Linked DNA regions of Gossypium arboreum: region 2 is linked to region 1. Evidence: chromatin contacts called from public Hi-C data. All regions are on one chromosome and are shown on one strand. The core of a region is the stretch at or near the end of the contact, and the rest is flanking DNA. Distances in the headings are between cores, read along the strand shown. Region 1 holds the start of LOC108461797 (protein argonaute 7-like). Region 2 holds the start of LOC108461960.

Evidence for each region. A called contact is a pair of places that touch in the nucleus more often than the background predicts.
Region 2: a contact with region 1 is called in a Hi-C map of leaf, with 4 times the contacts expected there. The contact joins the promoter of LOC108461960 here to the promoter of LOC108461797 in region 1. A contact is called at or near these places in 2 of 5 Hi-C or Micro-C datasets (both in leaf).

Annotation. Positions count from the first base shown.
Region 1 is chr13:27,443,210-27,450,658 of ASM2569848v2, forward strand. It overlaps LOC108461797 (protein argonaute 7-like), which reads left to right and starts at 3,868. Exons shown (of 3, transcript XM_017761731.2): 1 at 3,868-4,564; 2 at 4,793-6,026; 3 at 6,125-7,449. The coding sequence starts at 4,237.
Region 2 is chr13:27,724,126-27,731,574 of ASM2569848v2, forward strand. It overlaps LOC108461960, which reads right to left and starts at 3,268. Exons shown (of 2, transcript XM_017761956.2): 1 at 2,940-3,268; 2 at 1,143-2,717. The coding sequence starts at 2,676. The coding sequence ends at 1,633.

The DNA of each region.
Region 1 (7,449 bases), core at 2,618-5,117:
TAATTAACATGATATAATAAATAAATCATAGTAAAATATACCAGAGATTCTTTAATATCATCGTTATCACCTTGACTGAGTGGTTAAAGGCTCTAAAGATTATCCATAGTGCGCAGGCCCCAATTGAAATAGCAGCAACTCTAGTAGGTAATTGACAATAGCAAATTTTAAGATATTTTTGTGACTTTTGGAGAAAAAACAATTAAAAGAGAATCGTGCTGATAATGTGTTATGAAATAAAGGACAGAGAATAAAGAACAAAGAGAATGAGAGCGCAAAAAGAGAGCGTATTTTATTAATCAATGGGGATATATACAAAACTTCTCCAAAGTCTCTATTTATAGGTATAAGAAGTATAAATGAAGTAGAGATCTACTTCTAACGACTATTAGAATTTAAAGTACATCAAAACTTATCTTGATCTTGATGGACATCCACTTAATAAGATATTCATAACAATAATTAAATTATACTTATTTTTCTTAGACCTACTCTTGGGCTCGCTCATTGGCTAGGCCACTCGTCCAAGCTCGAAGACCTATTTGAAAAATGGGAGGGTTTAAACAAAATACGATGCCCAAAAAATGGGCTTGGGTAAAACTTAAAGCCCGTTTTCTATGAGTTGAGCCTTGGACAATATTTTTTGGCTTGAACATAACCCTATATTATGTTATAAAAATATTTATATTAATTATATATATTTATATTAAATCACTAGCCTAATAACAATTAAATTCGTTACCCAAAACCTAAAAAATACTTAACCGACTAAATAACCCAATCCAAAATATAAAATTTTAAAATATATTTAATACAACAAAATATTTATTATACTTATGATACTGTTTTTTAATATAAATACTTTTTAATATATTTATTAATGTGTTAGAAAACTTTTATTTTATCATTTTTAGTGCACTTAATGTATTATATTTTTAAAAATTTATTTCTAAATAAAAATAATCTAAAAAATCAAATATGGGTGCGCCGGGTTGGACTCGAGGTTTACCTTTCTTAATTTGGGTCGAACTTGGACAAAAAGTAAGCCTATTTTTTGGGTCGTGTCAAGCTAGACCAGATCCGAACTTAAAAAATTGATCTAGATACCTTGCATGAGCTCATCCCATGAGCACCTCTAACTTAACTCCTAATACTTAGATATTACAATTATTTTTTGATAAATTTAACCTAATAATATTTTCTACTATTTCACTTACTATAAATAACATTCATTATAATTATTAATAAACTAATTTCAAACCTTGCATGGATATTTTAGAAATTAACAATATATTCAATATATTTCACAAGTATATTAATAAACCAACAGTTAATATATTTCCCAATATATTCAACATGTTTACAAAAAAAAATTTAAAATTACTAAACCATAATCATATTAAATTATTTTATTAACATACATACATGCATTTTCATTTTTTTAATAAAACTTTCGTCAAATAGATAATCAATATAACAAAAAATTTGTTAACTATAATTAACATATTATATAGCAAAATTATGATTCATGGATAACTTACAAATTCTATTTGAGTATTACAAAATCTTGAAAAACAAAAATAATAACCAATTAATTAATTAGTGCTAATAAAAATAATATTACTATCGAATTATTCCTAATTTAAATTAGAGATCTTACCTTAAATCGCTAGATTTTTGAACCTTTTCTCAATTTAATTTGGAAAAATTTTTGAGTTTTTTTTTAAAGGGTGTGGGATGATTTAGGGATATATATAGTGGTTTAGGGTGTGATTTAATGTTGGATTAGTTGGGGGTTTAGGGGTGTTTGACGGTGGGGAATGGAGGTTTAGGGCCGAAGATCCTGCCAAGTATAGAGAAATCTTTGCACTTTTGGGGAGGCCCAAACCGCCATCTGCCTCCTAAACCTCTGATTCCCATACCCAAATCGTTATCAACAAACTCAATTTACGACATAGAGTTTTGCAATTATTCTTCATTGTTTATTTCATATTATTTGGGTAAATTTAAATTGGATTTATATCATTGTAATAAAAATATTATTTTAGTATAAAATCAGAAAAGATAGAAGCAAAAGAGAAAAGATTTCAGAGCATTGGAGTGTCTCAACGGGGTTGAATACTTAATCAAAGGTGTCTAAAGATAAAAAATTGACATGATTATATAATTATTTGAAATTGAGGGAATATTGAATATAAACATAAGCTATTTTTATCTGTTTAATGTACGGATTATTTATGTATATTAATTAAATTAATTTTTAATTAAAATTTTAAAAATTAATATGATTAAAAGTTTATAATACTTTATAAATAATATGATTAAAAATGTAAACACAATAATATATATGTTTAATTTAAAATCTAAGTACCTAGTATTTGAATGATTTTCATTCCATGGGGATGGGGATTTAAATTTTATAGAAGTAATAAAAACAGATGAAAAAAAATGGCACTTTACATATTAAAACCTACAAATTAAAGAGAAAAAATTTATAACTAATAGAATTTATTCTAAAACTAAATAGAATTAGTTTTAAAAATAAAATATAGTTGATTTTAAAATTAAATTAATTCTAAAATAAATGAATTGTGAATTTTAATATTTTAAAATGTTGATTAATGTGACTCATCACCTATTGCATGAAAATTCTAGTTTATGGAAAGCAAAAAAACAGTAGGGAGTAGGGGGAAACTGTGAAAGATGTGGTCCAAAAGTACACATATAGTTACTAATCATATTGTCACATCACCATATTCCAACATTTGGGTTTTTAATCCTTGAAATTTTCTTACCCCAAAGAAAGTGCATGAATTGCCCCTCCACTCCCTGATGTGGCGAAAGGGAAGCTAAGCAGGTTGAAATTAATGCTTAATCACTAAAATGTTTGAGTTTAATCAAATTTTAATTTTAAAATTGACAATAATTTTTAAAAAATCAATTATTATTTTAAATTAACCAACTAATCAGAATAAATCTGAAAAAAAATCCACATGAAACACTCAAACTTTAAAACTCATATATTGAAAATTAAAACTTTACAACTCTATATAAGCTAATTAAAAAACTAATTAAGATCATAAATTATCATTTAATCTTAATTGTAATAAAACCCTTTTTTATGGGAAAAATAAAAAGCTAAATAAGAAGAGACAAAAGAAAAGCAATTAGTTGTGTTGCTATCTATGAAGTAGATAAGAGATTGTTATCAACCTTTTTTACATCAAGTTTTTAGAATTTATGTCTTAAATTTAAAACAGAATTATTTTTCTTTCACTATCTAAAATATAAAATTTTATCTAAATTATTTATTTTATAAAATGTAACTCAAACCCTCATGTTTATTTTTATTATTTTAATAATAATTTTATATGTTATTTATTAAAGTTTTAAATATAGACAATTTATTCTAATATTATATATTATAGGTAGATTTAAGTTGCATAGTGTATAAAAATAAATAATATATTATAATATTAAAATAAATTTATTTGGACCATTGAATATTAAAATGTAAATGGGTCCCCATTATTCAAGCTTATTTAAATATCAAATTCAGCCAAATAACCCACATTTGAACAATTTTAATATAAAAATATATATACACAAATTACTGCATCTGGGTACCAACACTTCTCCAAAGTAATGCTAAAATCATGAGAAAAGAAAGAACTTGACTAATCACTAATTCAAAGTCCAATCACAATCTATCAGCTACAATTACATTTTATTAACAGTTTTTCACTTTATTTGACTTCAGAAAAAGATATGCAAAGGAAAAAAAAAAATCTGTAATAAAAGTTTTTTTTAATTTTTATTTTTGAGAATGTCATAAAAGTTAGTAGGAGAAGGGGATAAACTAGAGTAGGCTAATGTGTTAATTGATAGGAGGTAGTCAAATGGATCATTTAAAGGTATAATATTATGAGTAGCATAAACAACATCTGCTGCGATGCTCTTTGACACAGAGCTGTACAAATGCCAAATAGGCTTTTACCCTTTCTTTGCTCTGCTTCTTTTCACTTTCTTTTCTAATCCAAACCCCTGGTTGGCCCCTTTTCTGTCTTTGAATTTCATCACCACCATCATCATCATCATCATCAAAAACTTAAAAAACCCATTGTCTCTCTCTCTCTCTCTCTCTCTCTCTCTCTCTCTCTGTGAAATAACTGCAGTTTCAAAGTGTTGCCTTTTTTTGTGTTGCCTTTTTTTTTTTCTTCTTTCATAAACCAAGCAATGGAGAAATCAGAGGAGCACCATGGCAGCAAGGAATGCAGTGGTAAAACCAGGGCTTTCAAGGGCATAAACAACAGCCCTCATAAGCATCATTACTACCACCACCACCATCCATGGTTGCAATACTCAGGTCACTATGGCTTCTTTAACCAAAACCAGTTCCAAAGCTACTCTTACTATCCTTCTTTGCTTCCTTTACCTCCTCCAATACCTTTGCAACTGGCTTTACCTCCACCTCTCCCGCAGAATCATACCTTTCAACCAAAAACCCATTTGCAGCAACTTTCAATCTCTAATACCAAATTCCCAGTTCCTTCTATGACACCAGGTGACTCGAATATTTAGTTTCTTCCTCTGTTCATATTTCTTCTGCATGTCTATCATTGTTATATGCAAAAATGAAAATTTTATAGCTGGAAATGATATAGTATCTTGCTGATTCTTATATTAAAAACCCTTGGAGTTCATTCATTATAACAGTTTCAAGTAGTCTTCAAGCTTATATTGTATTTGTATTCAAGTTCCTTAACTTGTCTCTTTCAACAAATCTAAGCAGCTCAAGAGGGGCTTCAATGGAGAAAAAGTCTGCCATCTAAAGCAAGTGATGGAATAAAGATGAGGAATGCTACAAAGGAAGCACTGGTGGCTGCAAGGAGACCAGATTCTGGTGGTGTAGAAGGGCCTGTAATCTCTCTCCTTGCCAACCATTTCCTAGTAAAATTTGATCCTTCTCTAAAAGTTTACCATTATAATGTTGAGATATCCCCTCATCCCTCCAAGGAGGTTGCTAGGATGATCAAGCAGAAACTGGTTGAAAGCAACTCAGGTTTGCTTTGTGGTGCTCATCCAGCCTATGATGGTAGGAAGAATTTTTATAGCCCCGTTGAATTCCAAAATGGTAAGCTTGAGTTCTTTGTTAGTCTCCCGATCCCCACTGCGAATACAGGTTCGCCTTTCGGGGAATGGAATGGCTTTCAACAAAAACAGAATCAGCTCAAAGTGTTTAGAATCAATATCAGGGCTGTTTCCAATTTTGATGGAAAGGATTTGAGTAGTTACTTGAGCAATGAAAGTGATGATTGGATCCCACTTCCTCAAGATTATCTCCATGCTTTGGATGTTGTTCTTAGGGAGAGTCCAATGGAGAAATGTATATGTGTAGGGAGGTCATTTTATTCAAGTTCCACGGGAGGTACTAAGGAAATAGGAGGAGGAGCTATTGGATGGAGAGGTTTCTTTCAGAGTCTTCGACCGACGCAACAAGGACTCGCTCTCAATGTTGATTCCTCGATCACCGTCTTCCATGAGAGTATCGGAGTAATCCCTTACTTGCAGAAGCGGATCGACTTTCTTCGAGACCTTACTCAAAGGAAGACAAGGAGTTTAAGTGATGATGAAAGGAAGGAAGTGGAGAAAGCATTGAGAAATATCAGGGTCTTTGTTTGCCATAGAGAAACAGTCCAAAGATATAGAGTTTATGGCTTAACTGAAGAAGCCACTGAAAACCTTTACTTTGCAGATAGGGATGGAAAGAATTTGAAGCTTATTGGTTACTTTAAAGATCACTACAATTATAATATACAATTCAGGAATTTGCCATGCTTGCAGATCAGTAGGAGCAAACCATGCTATCTTCCAATGGAGCTTTGTATGATTTGTGAAGGCCAGAAATTTCTGGGGAAGCTTTCTGATGATCAGACTGCAAGGATTCTTAAAATGGGTTGCCAAAGACCAAAAGAACGAAAAGCCATGATTGATGGAATCGTGAGGGGACCTGCAGGGCCTACAAGGTAAATGCTATTGTGTGTGTGTGTGTGTGTGTTTTTATAACTGTTTTCAGTATTTTTCGCATTGTATGCTTCTAAGCATTTGCACATTTTCTTGACAGTGGCAACCAAGCTGAAGAATTCAAGCTCCATGTTTCGAAAGAAATGAGTCGGTTGAATGGGAGGATTCTTCAACCTCCTAAGCTTAAGCTCGGTGATGGTGGACACGTAAGAGATATTACTCCTTCCCGCCGTGACCGGCAGTGGAACCTTCTCAACAGCCATGTCTTTCAGGGAACACGGATTGAACGTTGGGCACTTTTAAGTTTTGGGGGCACTCAAGAACAAAAGTCTAACCTTCCTAAATTCATAAACCAGCTATCTCAAAGGTGTGAGCAGCTTGGTATCTTCCTTTGCAAAAGCACAGTTGTTAGCCCCCAATTTGAACCAACACAGGTGCTTAATAATGTGACACTTCTGGAATCTAAGCTCAAGAAAATTCATAGAGCTGCCTCAAACAATCTCCAACTGCTCATATGTATAATGGAGAAAAAGCACAAAGGGTACGCTGATTTGAAACGAATAGCCGAGACAAGTGTAGGAGTTGTGAGCCAGTGCTGCTTATACCCGAACCTCGGGAAATTGAGTTCACAATTTCTGGCAAATTTAGCCCTTAAGATTAATGCCAAAGTTGGAGGTTCCACTGTTGCTTTGTACAATTCATTACCTTCTCAGATTCCACGACTTTTCAGGCTTGATGAGCCTGTGATCTTTATCGGTGCTGACGTGACTCATCCTCACCCGCTTGATGATTCCAGCCCATCGGTTGCTGGTGTGGTTGGTAGCATGAACTGGCCTGCAGCAAACAAGTATGTATCGAGGATGAGATCACAAACACATCGGCAAGAAATCATTCAGGATCTTGCTGCAATGGTAGAAGAACTACTGGATGACTTCTACCAAGAAGTAAACAAACTCCCGAAGAGAATAATCTTCTTCCGAGACGGTGTAAGTGAAACTCAATTCTATAAGGTGCTTAAAGAGGAACTACAAGCTGTCAAAGAAGCTTGTGCAAGATTTCCAGGCTACAAACCTCCCATTACTTTTGCTGTAGTTCAAAAGAGGCACCATACCAGGTTGTTCCCATTTGAAATCAATCCTTCTTCCAATCAAAACCAACATTTCGATGAAAATATTCCCCCGGGGACGGTAGTGGATACGGTGATAACTCATCCGAGGGAATTCGATTTCTATCTTTGCAGTCATTGGGGGGTAAAGGGTACTAGCCGCCCCACCCATTACCACGTATTGTGGGACGAAAACCGATTCACTTCTGATGAACTGCAGAAGCTGGTTTACAATCTATGCTACACTTTTGCAAGGTGCACCAAGCCAGTTTCATTGGTCCCTCCTGCTTACTATGCTCACTTGGCTGCATACAGAGGCA
Region 2 (7,449 bases), core at 2,018-4,517, 280 kb after region 1:
CTATCTAAATCTAGAGCAACAATGCAATAAATTCGGATGAAGAATGAACAATGCAATAATTGAGTATTATTATATATTTAATTTGATTTATTTATTTATAAATAAATTATTGCAATATATGTAAAAATAATTTAAAATATAAATTTATTAATATATAAATTTATTAATATATGTAAAAATAGATTTTTGGAAAATATTTTCGAAAATCATCAAACAATGTAAAATATTTTACACAGATTCATACAAACACCAGAAAAGTAAATCATTTTCAGAAAAATAAATCATTTTTCAGAAATCATTTTCCGAAAAATATTTTATTGACAAACAAACGGAACCTAAATTCACTTTTAGAATATTAAAAACTTTGATTCAAATGAAATCATTCATTCAAATCTCTTGTCCAAACACACCTATAGAGAATTTAAAAAATATCCGTATTTTTTAGACGGTTGGATACCAAAACTACCTTTATTTTGATCACCTAATTTTTAAAGGCTTTCATTTTGGTTACCGAATGACTTCAAAAAATATTCAATGATCAAAATAAAAGTGACATAGATGTTGAATGACCAAAACGGAAGTGTAAACATGATGTAGACATGATTTGGCATGTACAATCAACCGTTTGTTAAAGATTTAATGCTTAAGTGATTAAAATGAAAACACTCTAAAAATTAAGTGACAAAATTGCAATAATTTCTTTTAGAGGATCAAAATGAAAACGCAAAGTTAGATGACCAACTGCATAATTTAGTCATTTTAGAATGCGAATAAAATAAATTTGCACGCCCACCCCATGTTCGTATAAATTACTAGTAGAAAGCAGAAATAATGAAAATCCTTTTCTTTTCCAGAAAATGAAATTCTTCTTAATAGCAGGAATAATCATCTGCTAATTTACAACTCTTTCCTTGCATTCTTCTCTCTCCATATGGCCATTTAGTTTAAAGTTCAATCTTTAGAGATTCCAAAGTGATGTAGAAAGTGCAAGCAATCAGAATCTCAAGTTATGATAAATTGCAGTCAAAGCAACCCTTGGAAACTGGCATTTAAAGAAGATGAAGCATTCAATCCATCTTTGTATCTTCAAAGTCAGTTTATTTGAGATAAAACTTAAGTTAAATAAAAAAAAAAAAAAACCATTTCCCAGAACACTCTCAAATCTATCTTCAGATTAATCAGTACTCCAAGCTCTACATTTTACTATTTATTAAGCATGTTGAACAAGAATATAAATGCAAGTACAAGGATAGTAAAAAAAATGGAACATGAAAAGGTCCAAAAATTTGATATGGAACCCTTTGGATAATTGATGAATAGTTCTATGCAGCTTATATTGAATCAAATTATTGTATTACCTTTGCTTTTATTCCATGGCTTGTAGTAGATCACAAGAAATTTTATGCACCTGAACCATGTATGTCTATGGAAGAGTTGGAGAATCATCTTCAGCATAGTATGAGCTGCTAAAACCCTTCTTGCTCGAGTTTTTGATGAAACAACAACAAATTCATCTTCATCAGTATTCCCAAGAAATGCTATTTTCTTGTTAGAACTCGATAAATATTAGCTGATAGCATAACAATGGACATGAAAATGGTAATCGAACACCAAACGATTTGGCAAGGGTGGTTATGGTGTATCCAATATTGATTGACATTCACCATCCGAGGCTTCCATAGTGTACGATCTGCAACTGAAATAGAAAACCGTACTCATCATGGAATCCATGAGCACCACAAACGAATACATTATTACCAACAGAGGCCCTTCCCAGATCCTAGAAGACCCATCTCCATCACTTAATACTTTTACTCTATGTTCAAACAACCCTTCCACAAATGCTAAACCAATTGTAGAGCCAAGAAATATCAAGAGACCAACTTGAGTCTGCCCCTTGATAAGAACACCGGCCCGAAGCATTGCCTGCGGTCCCGAAACTTCCTCCAACACGCAGATTACAATCCCGATATTGCAAACAACAATGGCATACGCGAAGACAACCGAGAACACTAGCCCCATCATTATCACCACGTACACAATCAAGTCAGGTGTAAAGCCAACAACAGAAAGTAAGCTACATGCCACAACAAGGAAAACAAAGAAAGTGGTCACACAAGCAACAATAACCATACACATCCACATATATGTGCAAATGAGCCGCCTCCAAAACTTTAGGATTATCGTGAAAAACTTTGAAGCATCGGCCGGTTTCCTTGAGTAGGTACAATCTACACAATAAACCACCGCAGCCTTGGATAACAAAGACAATGTGATGAACAAAGGGAAGCACATTGCGGAGGAAACAGCCGACTCGGCGAACCTTTGTGACGACTGTTGGATGAAAGGCTTCAATGGGAGTCCACAGGTTTTGGCAACTAACAAAAGCCTAACAGTTAATCTCTTCACAATGGAATGATCAACTAACAAATTAGACATAAAGACCGCAGATACAGGGCAAATTAACAAAACTGCAATGATAAAAAAACTGGACGAATTGTACCGTAAAATCCTAACAGTTTCTCTTAAGATCTCTAATGCATTCATCGAATGGAATTGGTAGTTATCATCACTAACATCATAGGATGATTCTAGCTCAAAACTTTCTTCATGGGTTTCCTTAGATCCTTCTTTCTCTAAATGATCTGATCTCATTCGTACGCTACCAGGTTCCATTTTCGTTAATCAAAACCCAGAAAAGATATCGACCCCAGCAGCTAAATAAACACAGGAAATTATATAAAACAGAAGTGTAAATCAGATCTGAAAGTGCTTGACCCACCTTTGTAATCCCCGAGAAGTTCACGAAGAAAACACAGTGAAAGTGAAAAGCATGAAGATTGTGGGATTGGAGGGAAATTCTCGAGTGTTAAAAAAAAAAAAGTCTTTTATGGAAGAAGAAGAAAAGAAAGATTGGTTATTAAAAAAAAAAAACGTACGAATTTGGATGTTATAGCATTGACATCGCAAAACAAAGGGAATGTCTGAAGAAGTTAGCTGCCATTTTTTGAGGTGCTATGCCATCGTGCCGGCGTTCGTTAGTCTGTAACGGATTGAAAATGGGCTTTGCTTTTTTGTGTTTCGGGGTTTTCAAGATTGGGAAATAGTTGTCAACACTGGACATGGAGGAAATCAAATTCAACAGGTGACTGCCATTTTTGGAATTTCCGGCCAAAATCTTTTACAAAATTGGGATTTTCTTTATAAAAACCAATTGGGCTTTTGATTGATTAAACTAGGATAAACTACACTATACTCATTTTAAAATAGAATTTATTTTATTTTAATTATTTTAATTTAACCACTTTAATTAAATAGGCTCACGTGGTTAACTCATTGAGAGTAATTGAATTTTAGGATCTCTATATATTAAACTTTGATCAAATTAAGAAGATTTTGGTTCCCAGTGCTGCTGACAAAAATTAAGGCGTCTAAAAGCTGGAAGCTCGACTTGAAGAAGTGTACACCTGCGCAGCTCAAAACCATCCAAGGTGAAGAAGCTTCTTCAACATTTGCACACACACACACACACACACACACACATGCATATCTCATTGCCTGATCTGCTTAATGAAAGCATGGATGAAGTCAAGTAATTGTTATGAGAATGATGATTAATACAGATTTCAGGACGTAATACTTAAGTTCCCTAAATAGAGCTGCAGTGGAGATGGGTACGTGGGGGAGTTTGGGTGGCTTTGACTCTGCCTCAGGTGAGGATAAGTGATAGGAGGCTTGAAGATGCTATATGGTGATGGTTGTTGTTAAGCAGTAGGAAAAAAAAAAAAGAGAGAGAAGTCCCAAAATATATATATATATATCACCTTTCTATTATTCAATGGGTTAATGTCTCACCATAGTAATTCATTAATGAATTATTAAAATTTGTAAAGACAATGATTACTTCGAATAAGAGTAACTAAAATAGGAGGGTTTTATATAAATAATATAAAAAATTAATTAATTATGAAAATAAATTGGAGGACAAATTATTTATGAAAATATGTTGGTTGTTACAGTACCCGTTGGTGCAGCCTGATACATTTTGGCGGTACCACCCTCTCTTTTTAGCCAATCATTATGTTATCATGTGTTTTAAAGAAAAACATAATTTTTTATTGGTACATCCATTGTGTCACGTAACATTGATACATATTTTTCTAAAATATCCATGAAAATATGAGTATACATGGTGAAATAAAACAAAAAAAATAATTTTTTAATGGAGTCACCAATCTGTCAGGAAGCATGATGAATTTAAAAAAAAAACAGTGTTACACAAAAAGTTGAGACAAGAAAAAAATATTTTTTAATGGGTGCCATCGGTGTGTCAAGCAACACCAATGAATTTAAAAAAGAAAACGGTGTCCAAAAAAAGTTGAGACAGTAAAAAAATATTTTTTAATTTGTGTCGTTGGTGTATCAGGTGGCACCACTGATAATTTTAAAATAAAAATTATTTTTTAATGGGTGCTACTGATGTATCAGGCAACACTAATAATTTTAAAAAATATACATTTTTTAATAGGTGTCGTTGGTGTGTTTGGCGACACCATTGATAATTTTAAAAAATATATTTTATATGAGTGTCGTCGGTGTGTCAAATGACGCTTGTACATTTAAAAAAAAAAGGCTATTAGGGGAAAAAAAAAGGAAAATCGAAAAAAATAATTTATTAGTGGTGCTGCTAACATGTTAGGTGACACTAATAGTTCCGCGATACCATCAAATGTTACCAACTAGTATTTATACCCAACCCCCCAACCAATTCGGTAGAAGTTTTGGGTTTCTGTTTAAGTTTTTTGTTTGAGTTGAAGTTTTTGCTTTCTGTTAAAGAGAAGAAAAAAGAATGGAAAGATTTATGTTTAGTAGAAAGGGAGAAAGCAGAAAACAAAAGAAGAAAGATTTGTGTTTTAGAGTTCAAAAATCAAGTTCGAGTTTATAAAGTTAGTTTGTAATTATTTGTATGTAAATATATTTTTCAGTAGGATCTAATATTTTTTAATTAAAAGCTATTTTTTTAAAATTTATTTTATCCTGCATGCCTCAATCATCTACTGGTAGACCACGAGGATTTCAGACTTCCCGATACTCGGACAAGTAAAACATTTGAAAATAAAGCAAACTTGTTAGAACACATTTTCATAAAAAAATTTCTTGATGGAAATTTTAAATTTTTTTACCTATTTACAAATGGGAACACATGTGGCTGATGACTCACTGATACTAGAAATGACATCCTGTACAGTGCCTAGGACTGTAGCATTATTAGGCACCCATCTATATCTTGTGTATAGTGCTTTGCTGCCCGAAAAAGCTTACAATATAATGTTGCTAATACTGTTGATCCCTAACTGTATGAACATGCAGCTTGCAAATCAGCCAATAGAGACAAGTACATCATGTGGACTTTACTATTTACGTCTGGCATAAATACTCCTTATCAGCTGCTCAATTGCAGTATATACGCTCGAGCAACGCACATATTCTCCAACTCAGTGGCACTACTCGATAAGGTTTTGAAATTTTCCTTTAACTAGGAAAATTTCAAATTGGTAAACCTAGCTTCACCATCAACTGGCGAGCGTCCAAGCAATAAATAGTAGAGTGCCACAGGTTCGAACACTTTACTTGAACCTATGACTGCATCATTGTCAATTAGGAGCCTGAGTTTGTAATGCCCTGAATAATTTATTTCTGTTTTTGTAAATCTTGACACAAATATGTATTTGCTTTAGTGTTTAGGTGTTTTAGGTGTGTGTGTGAGGTCTTGGGTTTAAGTCCCACTTTTGGCAAATTCTGGTATTTTTTATCCTAGCCTTATCCCTGTGGGGTAGGCTTATGCAATATTGTTTGTGTAACACCCCAAACCCGTGACCGTCACCGGATTTGACCACAAGGTGTTACCGGGCTTACTTTACTTATTCCTCTCTTGGAAATTTTTTTTTTTCCTTTTTCTGTTCCAGGCAGGCTAGTTAACTGCGTCACTGCCACCTTAAAAATCATATCTCGAGTTCCAGAACTCGAAAACCAAATCCGTAAATTTTCCCTGAATTTAGACTCATATATCCATCCATGGATTTATTTCTAGAATTTTTGGTTGGGCCAATTGGTACAGTTTATTAGTTAAAGTCACCCCTGTTTCAGGGTTCGACTATACTGACCTTTGCACATTACGACCTAGATATCATCTCGTACAGAGCTCTAATGCTCATGCCATTTGTTTCTAATGAAACTAGACTCAAAGGGGAATCTATGCATATAAGGCATGACTTCTAATTGTTTCTGGATAATTTATGGTAAATTTTCAAAGTCGAAATAGAGGATCCAGAAACTGTTCTGGCCCTGTCTCACGAAATCTTGAATATCTCTCAAAATACAGCTCATATGGTCGTTTTGTTTCATCCATATGAAAATAGACCCATCAAGCTTCGAGTACATAATTTTCTTAGCAATTAATTCCACTTCTACTATTTTTGGTGATTTTTCGATCTCATATCACTGCTGCTGTCCGCAACAGTTACGGCAGTAGACTATGCCAATTTCATGAATCTTTCCTTGGCCTTACTAATCATTCATCATACATGGCACAACTATGGCCACCTTATCAAAATTAAGGTTTCTAAGACCCGTGGCTATAGGTTCTAGCATCCCACTCAAACGACCACATAGGCCATTTTCACATGGCTTAAAGTTTACAACCCAAAATTCAACAAAACAAAATAGCCTATACATGCCAAACGTTCTCCTAGTTCAACTACGAAGACAATACCAAAAGATTTCCAGCCGGTGTGATGACTTCAACGACGGTTCCGAGCACGCAAACGAGACGAATCCAAGGGACCTAAAATGGGTGACAAGAAAACACCGAGTGAGTTTATAACTCAGTAAGTCATAAGCATTCCACGACCATCCATTACTAAAATTATCATAAAATGAAATAATGAAACAAGGCCAAGTGTTCCAGCCATACCGAACTATACCATAGTTCCTTAGACCTTTCGGATCAATCTCATACCAAGTCATACATTTATATTTCATATACCATTTAATAGGATATTTGAAGCAATTTACATACATCATTTTATTTCCGCAACAATCATGCAATTGAAATCATCACATAGATTTAAAACTTACCAACTCAACCCCGAGCATGAACATAGCATCTATTAGCCATGAACTCAATGTGCTTACTCTTTCCGCTGTCCAAACTCAACTCGATAAAATCACACCTCCATATAAATATTCAATCGATAGAACATACATATTAAATTCGCACACGTAGTGCTTAATAAACGATCTCGCACACTTAGTGCCATGCGATTTAAGCTCGCACACATAGTGCCATATAATTTAAGTTTGCACACTTAGTGCCATATAATTTAAGTTCGCACACTTAGTGCCATATAATTTAAGTTCGCACACTTAGTGCCATACCTTCCAAGCCCG